Regions from separate parts of the Mus musculus genome. Here region 2 is linked to region 1. Evidence: chromatin contacts called from public promoter capture Hi-C data. All regions are on one chromosome and are shown on one strand. The core of a region is the stretch at or near the end of the contact, and the rest is flanking DNA. Distances in the headings are between cores, read along the strand shown.

Evidence for each region. Promoter capture Hi-C pulls out the DNA fragments that hold promoters and counts their contacts.
Region 2: a promoter capture Hi-C map of hippocampal neurons shows a contact between it and region 1, with 4 times the contacts expected there. The contact joins the promoter of Abca12 here to the enhancer-like site in region 1. A contact is called at or near these places in 8 of 39 promoter capture datasets (3T3-L1-derived adipocytes, the C10 cell line, the HPC-7 cell line and 5 more) and 1 of 9 other capture datasets (liver).

What each region holds. Positions count from the first base shown.
Region 1 is chr1:70,103,384-70,108,819 of GRCm38.p6, reverse strand. The region is part of intron 11 of Spag16 (sperm associated antigen 16); the gene reads right to left. Among named protein-coding and RNA genes, the nearest start is that of Gm23879, 150 kb to the right of the region's middle. Within about 2 kb of position 4,014, at least 1 of the 459 cell types and tissues checked has an H3K27ac peak or open chromatin away from gene starts, as enhancers often do.
Region 2 is chr1:71,411,442-71,416,993 of GRCm38.p6, reverse strand. It overlaps Abca12 (ATP-binding cassette, sub-family A (ABC1), member 12), which reads left to right and starts at 2,084. Exons shown (of 53, transcript NM_175210.3): 1 at 2,084-2,480. The coding sequence starts at 2,412.

The sequences.
Region 1 (5,436 bases), core at 2,765-5,264:
TTATTTTATTGTAGGATCACAGCAAAAACTGAAAATCGGGTGAAGATTTTCTGTGAATCCTCTGCTTCCATCTACCCATGACTGCCACTGCCCAGCTCCCCTCACATGCATTTCTCATGCCCGAGGGAGTCACAGGTTTATTAGGCCCTGTATTGCATGGTCTACATAAACTGAACATGATGGGTGTCCTCTCTCTTCTTTCCCCCTTTCCCTCTCTCTTAGTCAGAATTCCACACTCCTTGTTTCTTTTCCCAGGACTCAAACTAATCCTCATGACCAATAATCTATTGTGCCCTCTGACTCCAAGCATGCTTGGTTATTTATTCTTTAAATAAATATCTTACAACCACATACATTCTTAAATTATTTTCATTGACTTTCATGATATTCTCATTCATACTCCATTGACATATTGTATGTTAAATATAGAGGTGCATTATATTTAAAAAGGAATTGCTGATATTTGAGCTTCTTCTAGCTTTACACTGAAACCTATAATTTGCTGACATTAGCAAACTATATGTTTTCATGGCCATGGGAATTGCAGATACTATGAGCAATTTTCTTGAGTCGTATTTGATGGGTTTTTGAAACATGCTGTTTATATGTGCTCTTTATACTAGCAAAACTCAGTTTCAGTTACCTGCTCAGTATTTTAAGGTTAAGGATAGCAACATCTGAACAAGTAAATATATAGATTAAAGCTTTTGTAGAAGTTGATAGGGCTCAAATTGGTGATTTAGTATGAATTATCACTGGGATTATAGAAAATGTAGTAGACTTTATAATCTAAAATACAAACATTCAATTTACTTTGGAGTATAGCAATTCACTTTTACATTTATAGAATGACATATTTTATGTTTTTCAGATTCTATTTCAAATTCCCAATGATACCTTTTAAAATGAATAGCATTAAATTTAAGGCAAATTTAAGATTAACAGTGTCTTGATAATCAAACATGCCTCAATTACTCTATGAAAAATAAACTTTACAGTTGAATGACATTTATAATATATAATATATATTACACTACAAATTACATACTACCTATGGCATATCACATATTAAATACATAAAATGTAGAAAAATTAAAATAATATGTAAAAGATGTGATTTATATGTCAGAATTTAATCAGAAGCGAAGACTTAAAAGTGGTGAAAGTACAGCAAATAATTTCCTGTGGGGGGCTTGTCTGTTAAAGGATATCTGCATTTTCCTATCATAAGATCAGGGAAAGTCATCAAAGAGTCAGAAAGAAAATAAGAGGGAGAAGTTGGGGATGAGTGCTAGGAATCTGTCTTTCCTCTAACACACTACATCTGTGCTTACCTCACGAGACTGGCACAAGACTGGATCCATCACCATTTCATCATACAAGGGAGAGGGGCTCATTAGGCTTCGCCCTTCACTGACAGACTACAGGCAGTAAATGAGTGCATTAAAGTCATAGAGTGAAAAACAGGAAAACATCAGAGTAGGATGCATCTTTCCAGGAAGAAGAAGGTTTCAGACAGTAGGAAGAGAAGGGGAAGGGCAGATAAAGCTTCAATATACACATATTATTGAATTGTCAAATAATAAAAGTGTAGATTTTACTAAAAAAATATAGATTCATAGCAGACCAAGTATTTGGTTAAGGGTTTAATTGATCAAAAATATATAGTATTGGTCTATATACTTAGGATAAAAAAAGTAAAACTTCATATGAGTTAAACTGTAGTTTTAAGTAGTTCATATAGTTGTATCAAGGGAGAACGGAGATGTGATTGGGTCTTAGAGCTCTGTGGAACATTATTATGGTTATAAGACTGTTTCAAAGAAGCCATTTGTCCTCCGACTACCTGATGTTCGACCCTTGCCTGGAGACAACAGAAGATATAGCTTAATCTATCATTGTCTATCAATGATAAAGATGCCTATTTATGTCAATACTTATAAACAATGGCAGTGTAAAGCAAGTCTTGTGCAAGAGTTCTTTATAATAAGTAGTTCATTTACATAAAACTATCCAGAAATGGAGAGTGGTTATTGATTACTCTTATTGATCTCTAAATGTTAACCTTACTGGTCCTGACCATGCAATGGCACTGTATCTCTTGTGAAATACGGTAGCAGGCTATGACCAGCTAGACAGCAGACACAGGGCCTGGGCCTAGAGCAGGAGTTAAGAAAAGAAAGCATATAGACAACAGAGTTACATGTAAAAGACAAAAATAGTAAGACTCCTAGAAGAATAAGAAAATAAGCTTCACAACCAAGAGCTTGGCCATCACTTCCTGGACGCACCACCAAAATCATGATCCATGAAAGCAAACTATTTGAAATGTATATAAAGAAAATATCTAATAAATGAAAAAAAGAAAGAAATGCTTCTTCAATTGCTGTTACATCTTTTGTTGTACACATACTGGAAACAAAGGCTATCTGTAAATTAGAAGAACTTCAGTGAATTTCTAAACCATATATGTGACATAGAGACATCTAGAGACTCAGAAGTAAAACAACAAAACACAATGCCAAAGCAGACAAGTGACCTTAATAGAGAACAGGAATATATCAATAGCTGTTAGAAGAATGTGAACTGCAACCACCATCACTACCTAGTAGAAGAGACAAAATGAAGATATGGGCAATAGGAAGTGTTAGAAAGGATTCCCAAGTAAATTACTCTAAGTGCAGAAGCAATACTCCCAGTGGTGGTCTTAGTTATCAGAGCACAGCATCAACTTCTCTCCTAGGGCATTCTCAGTCAGGCTCAAGGAGATATGTTGGGGTCCAATGCCCCCTGTCCCTTTCCACTTGCTCACAGGTTCCCCTTTCATTTCCTATTCCTACTTTATATCCATCTTCTACCTGTGCTCCAGCAATTCAAGTTCTAGCATAAATGAGAAGACAACGAACTTCATATAGAATATCTAATCAGCTCCCAAAATAGCATCTGTGAAGATCACTTTTACAGATCCATGTTCTCCATTGCATTTCAGGGGCTATTTATTGATCTTTCTACACTATTCCAAGTCTCATTTCAAGGTGAGTAAATTATTTCTAAATTTAGTTTTACAAAGTACCTAATAATTTAAGCTGAAACCATCCTTCTGGCCTTGGAGAGAATATAATAAAATCCAAGCACTTCTGCCTTTTGATGAAAGGATTTGTACAGAATGACAACACTTACTCCTCATAGCCCTGAGGCCCTTCTACTGAGGATGCAAGCTCTTGTCAGCTCCTGGCTAGCTGATTAATCTCTTGTGGTTGTGCACTGGGTATCTAAAAGGAAATGTTATAAATGAAACCCATTTTTACCCTAGTGTTTGCTGCTATTTCTCTACTTACCATATGTCCTGAATTCTCCTTGAAACAAGGAGCATGTGTGGCAGTGCTGAGGTGAGAAACAATCCATTAGTGCTGCAGCCAATGCTGCAGAGGGAGCAGAGGGCCAGCACATGTGTATCCTTGCTGTTATGTCCTCAAGAGGCCTTCTTTCACCACTTCCTGTCTAGGTGATGACAACAAGGGCCCAATGCTATGTCCTTATGTGGCTTGGTTCCTGGAGACATGGGTAGAGGCACTGAGGGAATGAAGGAAGGACACACATGCACAAGTACACACACACACACACACACACACACACACACACACAGAGTTTAAACTGATAGCTTTCTCTGATGAGAGAAAAGTCACTGTAGACAAAGAAAAGTTCTTCCCGCCCCCCCCCCCTCACCCCATTCATAAATGGAAGCAGAGGATTCACATCCTATGGCTAACAATACATATACGTGTCAATTTTCTTACTTTGTTCCATTAAGATTTTTCTGCCTTCAACCTGAATATATCTTGGTCACTAGACTTCTGACTGAGCTTATGAATCTGTCTTGCACAATTGTTCCCTTCAAATTGAAACATTACGTCCTGGTAGGGGGAGGGAGGCTCGGAACATTCAAGGACCAAGTAAAGCATTCAAGAACCAGGAAGTAAATGAAATTTATAAGACTCGAAGTTCTTGAGATTTTCAAGATCCACAAGATCTACTCGTGGGAAGGAACTCTGCCTGACTGGCCGAACTGCCTGCACGCTGTGCACAGAGCTCCAGGGATGCGGCTTTTGAGTTGCCATCCATTGTTGCTGGGAGACTTCTGGTGACTTTTTGGACACACCTGCTTCCTTCTGTAAGTCACACTCATGGTGCTCTGTAAGTAACTCCGGTAGATTTACTAGTTCATGAGAGTAAACTTCAGTGAAAGTGTTTCTTTGGTTTGTCTTTGTTCTACTATGTAGGGAAAACAAGTATTTGTACATATCTCCCCAGAGAGCATGGTGCAAAAGCTTGCCCAACATATTCTATCATCATAGCTATAAAATGTAGGAACTAAATATCAATGGTATCAATTGATTGAGACAGGACCTCTAATCCCATTCTGAATCTGCAGATGCTCTGAGCTAAGCAAATTGGAGTATTTCTTTGGGATCTTTCAAATTTGACCTGACAGAACAAAATATAATAAGTGTGTGTGTGTGTGTGTGTGTGTGTGTGTGTGTGTGTGTGTGTGTGTGTTGCTGTTGCTTTGATTTGTTTGTTTTTATGTAGTTTCTGGGTCTAAGAGTCTGGAAACACTTCAGCCACATCCCATGTCTGAGGAAAAGAAAAAAGAAAAATGAAGGGCAAAGAAGAGATGAAACTATTGATACCTTTGTAATTAGGAGAGCGTGCACAAGCATGACAAAACTAATGAGTGCATCTTGTCTCCCCTTTGCTCTGCTGCTTCAATCCCGGCTTCACAAAGTACTTATGTTAAAGTTAGTGAATTTGTTCCAGCATGGAAGCTGCAGGTGGTCCATAGCTTAATCAAGGTGCTAATTGGCTGGCACTAAGTGTGGTTTGAGGTTATTACAGCAGATGGAATCCAATGAATATAGAATTCTGTTATACAAACTATAGATGTAGTTAAGCTTTCTACATCTGTGCTACATTTTTTTTTCAAGTAGACATGGGTGATAAAACACCTGCTCCTTAATTAACACTCTTTGTCGTCACTCACATAGTTCGGTTCTTCTCAGACTTGTTCTGCCGACTGAAAATGTTAAGATTGGGGATGCCATTCCTGGGGCTTCATCTTTCCTCTTTTTCTCCATAGCAAGACATGAAAAGTATTCAGGTCTTGCTGCTGAAAGTGTATGGGAATGGTTAACAAATGAGGGAGTGGATTAAAAATAAATACAGCTGACTATACCTAAAAACTGGACTCAGTAATCCCGTGAGATTGAAGGCAGCAGTTAACTGAAGCTTTTCAGGTAGACAATGGCAATTTTTCAAGTCTGGTGCATCCTTCACTCTCAAGTCAACATGTCTCCTATGACCCGACTATTCACTATAGAGTGGATGGAGGCAATATATAGAAACAAGTAATTGAGCTTTCAGACTTTCAGGTTTTCC
Region 2 (5,552 bases), core at 835-3,334, 1.3 Mb before region 1:
TTTGGTACAATGCTGCACTTCCCCAGTAAGATATCTGTCTCTAACCTCCCTGAACATTCTTCCTCCTCTGTCTTTTTGTTTGTCCTAGTAATCACTTTGAATTTTTGTCTGTGTAAATTATAGCATCCTTAATTTATGTAAGCTATACCTTCCAAGATTTATGTTTTTTAATGTGAGACTTTTAAAAATTCATCTTTGAAAATCTCCTTTTAAAAGGAATTTACACATTTAAAGAAATCTTTATTATTAATGTATTTCAACTTAATTAAATTACTGTAAATTATATTTTGTAGAAGATTGCCCATCCTCCAAGGAAACATGTGTGATATTTGGACAAATTACAACGCCCCTTCCCATGCAAAGGGCTATCCAATGCATGTTGAGCATCTTCTGTATAGCTAGGAAACTATGCTGAAGAAGGACATCTCCCAAGGAAGTCCTCAGTTGTAATGAAATGCGCTGTCTTCATTGGACAGTCAGGGGTGGTAGATGGAGGTTTCCAGGCAAAAGGGCAGCCTGAGAGGCCACCAGACAGCACAATTCTGGGATGATACTGTGAAACAGACAAATAGCTTCTTGGAAGCCACATGGTACATCTTCAGCTCACCTCTCACCTCCCTGCATCAGTCACTTGGCGATTCAAGTCTTTTTGACCTGAGGTTACCTGACTTAGTAAAGCCACCATGCCAGCAATGTCCCTCAATGCTTAGAATCACATCCCAACCCTACTTTGCCTTCCCAATTAAGCTCTGTTTGTTTGTGAACTATCACACACTTGTGAATTGTGACAGCAGTTTAAGATTTCAGGAAAACAGAGTCTGTAGTCATTTTTAGAAACTGTGATAGTTAGATAAATCTTATCTCTGTACCTCTCCCCACCAAGCTGAAAGGGCACAACTATTTTAGAGGGCTTTCTGTCATCCAGAGAATACTTTGTAACCTTGTCTAGAAACAAAAACTCATAAGGCACACATTCTCCATACTCAGAACTCTTGGCCTGGTGGATTGGGTTTGGAGACTTCACAGTAAGGTGAGCTAAAGCTGAGGTAATGGGCATGCTCTATCATGGATCCAGTCTGCCCCAGGCTGGCTGACACCAAGCTCCCAGAGTTGGCATGGAGACCAGGCAACTGAGCCAACATTTACTTCTGACTTGTAGGAAGAACTCAAACAATGCTGTAACTGATTTGTCAAGTAGAGTCTCGATCAATCAGGTCAAGAAGTAAGAATCAAAGATGAATTTGATTGGCTTACGTGGTCTATCTTTTTTATCCAGTGGTGATTCTTAAGCACTGGTCATACACACAGCAGTGTGATATACAATCATTCGTGTTCGCATAGAATTTTTAAACTAATTGAGACATTCACAATAACAATAAGACAAAATTATAAATTATTAGAGAGAGATAGTAGCAAAGAATTGTAATGGACTATAAAGAGGGATAGATACATCTGATGAGGTCATTTAAAAGACCTTTGTAGAAGATGTCACTGTGGAGACAACTCTGAGAGGTACAGACCTAGATGGGACAGAGAATACCCTAGGCAGAGAGATTAGCAGAAACATTCTGGGTCAATTTGTGTCCCCTTTAAGCCAGAACTACCCACAGCATTTCATTTTGTTACCTTCAGCTGACCATTAAACATAGGCACCGTGCTTAACGTAGTGAACTGTGATAGGAGACAGAGCTCAACTGGCCTAATCACGTTCCCCAAATCAGAACATTACATTTCTAAGCTAAAGTTTGGAGCTTTCGTAGTCTATCATCTAACCATGGGCTGAGATTACCGCTTTGCATCTGATTTAGTACATCCCATTAAAATGTTTAAAACACTCCAGGAGTCACTCTCTGGCCTAGGGAACCTGTAAAATCCTCAGTACCCAGCGCCTGCCACAGCAGGGACTATGTGTAGGGAGGAAAGCAAAGGGATGCAGGACAAGTCCTACTGGCCCTTCCAGGGTCCCGCCTAATTCCTATGACGCGTCTAGTGCAGGTGACACGTTCTCTAAGGTGTGGATAGGCAGGTAATTTCTGGAGAGTAGGAGGTGTGGGTTCACCTTTTGTTTGTTTTACAGTGGGGCATTATCTGAATGATACTCATTCTCTCTGGAGTGTGGACTTCGCACAAGAGGCAGTATTTTACAATAAGCACAAGCCACTGAAAGGCACTGAGCTGGCTCCTCATTCCTGAAGACTTTTTGGTTGAGAAGAGTTAAGGATTTACTGACCGGAAAAACAAATCCATTGGGAAGAGAAGAACTGTGGGCTTCTTACCCCAGGCCCTACGAAGCTATGCCGTGAAAAGGCTCCCAACGCACTGGCATACAGCATATTAGACGGGACACCACTTCTCTTGAGGACTGGAGGAAGAGACAGGAACATTTTGTTTGTCTTCAGGGTGTCTGAAGGATGGCTTCCCAGTTTCATCAGCTTCGGATCCTGGTGTGGAAAAATTGGCTAGGTGTCAAAAGGCAGCCGGTGAGGAGTTTCTTTGTTTTGTTTTGTCTAAGGTGGGAGTGCGGGGGGGTGGGGGGGGGTGGTGGTGGTGGGGGGGGGGGAGGGGGGAGGGACGCAGGCAGGGGCAGGAATACGAAGCAATAAATCCTAAAATGTGATGTTAATGAGAACTAGACAGAGAAGAGTTTAAAGGCATTTTTTTCCAAAGGAGAAATAAGATACTTAGAATTCTTGTCTCCATCCGTCTTTCAGCTAATGGGGCGAGTTAAGACATGTCCCCAAAGCAGCCTTTTGATTTGAGTAAATTAAAAGAGTAAATTGGGACAGTCCCTGAGCAAAGCCAAGGATGTACCTTGTTACTGGAGGAACTGGTACTGGTGTGGAAGTTTGGGTGTAAGCCGAGTGCTTCTAGAATTTTTCCTAATGTCATTAGAAATGAGGTGGATTTCTAATGGGATGAATGAAAGTAACATTAGAATGCATTGGAGATGGGAAGGGATGTTCCAGAAAGCGAAAAGTGATAACGACTTGGATGAAAAGATAGTAGGGTGAAGGTTGCTAGAATGGAAAACGTTCAAAAGGAATTCAAGTATCTAAAAATCATTTACTGGAAATGAGACTGTGTGTGTTGTGTGTATGACATATATATGACCTATATGTACATCTATATTACATGTATATTACTGTTTTTAAGACTACCACTGACTCTGCTGTTTTTTCACATGACTTTGGTGCTCTCACATTAATGCTTGTTTTTTTAAATTACAAAGCCAAGCTATTCAGAACTCCACAGGACAGAGTCCAGAGAGCTGGGGCAGGAACATGTTTCTGTGACCTATGTGTTCAGAAGAGCGTATGAGAACTAGGAGAACCCCGAACCTTATTGAATCCTCTTCTCTTTAGAGCAGTCACTCTTGCCTCAGTTGGGTAATGCAGATATGCAAATCAGTTGCATCATAAAACCCAGCATTTGATCCAGGTTCCTTATCTCACTCTGCACTGGCTTGCAGAGCCTGAAACCACACCATTCTAATGTAGGTATTAAAAGGAAGAATTAGCTAGGTGGTTACTTACTTTAGGGAATCTGATAGGCAGAGCTTTAGGTCATGAAGCGTCACGTGATCGAACGGGTCTGCTAAACATAAAATGATGAAATCGTTGACTTTTTTGTTTGTTTGTGTGTTAACTGTAAAAAACGGCACAGAGAAAGAAATTCCCCCCATACTTCCCACGTGGGTGATTCTGGATATCCTTCACCAGGGCAGCGCAGTTGTGGGTATGTGGATATCCCAAGCATGAGTCAGAGCTCCTCCCAGGATGATACAGCATCACCGCTTGAGCTCTGGTTTTTCCACTTACAAAATGGGCACAAGGTCTGTCAGATCCATCCTAAGACGTGGCAAGTACGGACCTAGATTCCCAGCTGCTTTCTAATGAGTATAAATTGTGGAGGGATTTGAGTAATATGGACATCTTATTTTATCCAAATTAATGATGAATGGAAGTCCATGCAAACAGAGAATAGAAGAGAAGCAGATATTTATTTAAAGCTATATATTCAAAAATCAGAAACAAAAAACGAAAAAGAAGCGAAAACTGGTATATTGTTAATAAAATCAGTTCTCAGTTTGTTCGCTTCCTTGCAGTTTCTAAAATTTTAATCATTTAATCCCAAGTTCTCCAAAACACATGCCAAGATTTCAAGTGAATATTCTCCTCCCTAATTAGGCTTTTAAAATGCCAGTATCTTTATCTGTACATTAATTCTGAAAATGGTATTTCAAAGACAGACTTTCAAACTTAAGAAAACTCAAATGAAAGTGTGTGATACTGGAAATGAACTGTCCTTATCGAATGGCAAGGAAAACACCAATATTGCCACTATGTCAACCGTCCCTAAGTTTAAAAAGAAGCTTTGTATCAAAGCGAGACCGTGGGAAGGAAAAATTATAAAGGAGGAGAATGGAAACAATGGCACAAGAAAGAAAGGAAAGATGAGGGGCTGGAGGGATGGCTCAGTGGTTAAGAACACGGACTGCTCTTCCAGAGGTCCTGACTGAGTTCAATTCCCAGCAATCACATGGTGGCTCACAACATCTGTAACGGACTCTGATGCCCTCTTCCGGGGTGTCTGAAAAGAATGACAGTCTACTCATAAAATAAATAAATAAATAAATCTTAAAAAAAAAAGAAAGAAAAGGAAAGACAAAAAATATTAAAGTAGACTGGGCACTGTGGAGAAAATACAAATGCATATAGTAGGATGGGAAATGTCACAAGACTTACAGACAGCTATGTGATTCGAGAAAGAACATAAGATATAACCTAAGAATTCACCTGGGATACACTTTGCAGGGACAACCTCTCTTAAAACTACATCCGAAACGAATTTCACTCTTACTTAGAAAACCAAAGATGAGAATTTTGAAACATTTAGGGTTAGAAAATTGGCAGTTTTACAGAATTCCAGAGAGTTCAAGGACTTATCCAAGGTCACACCATGGCTTCAAGGATCAAAGTCAGATTTCCCCAGTGATGTATCTGTTATCTGTGCCACGATTTCTTTGTTTCTTCCTTTTATTTATCTTATTCTCTCTGATCTTTGCTCAGAGTTCAGCTCACTAAAGAAGAGGTCATATCTACCATGTAGGCCATAGATAGTTTCTATTTATTCAAAAGATTTCTGGCAATATACTTCTCAGTGATGTTGGAAAATGTATTCTACAGAAGGAGAAAAATGAATTAAATACCGACAGAAATGGTAGGTAGCAGAGAAAATCAAGTAGACGTTACCCTGCTAAACTTGCAATTTAAAAATAATGGGGAAATGAAGATAGATTCCAGAAGAGAGACACAGCATCAGGAGGCTCACCAGTGAGATGTTACTTAATGAAAGGAAATGGGACAGCAGAAAGCTGTGGGCTGAAAGACAGGGCTAAACAGAACGGATTATTCCATTAAGAAGATGGGTCCTAAATAGGGGATTGAAGTCTCGTCAGAAGTGGATTCTAATTTCAAACTTCTGACCTGAAGAGCAAAAATTAATGCTAGTTGATTCCTTTCTAAGTGCTTAGCTAGAGAATCACACTTAAG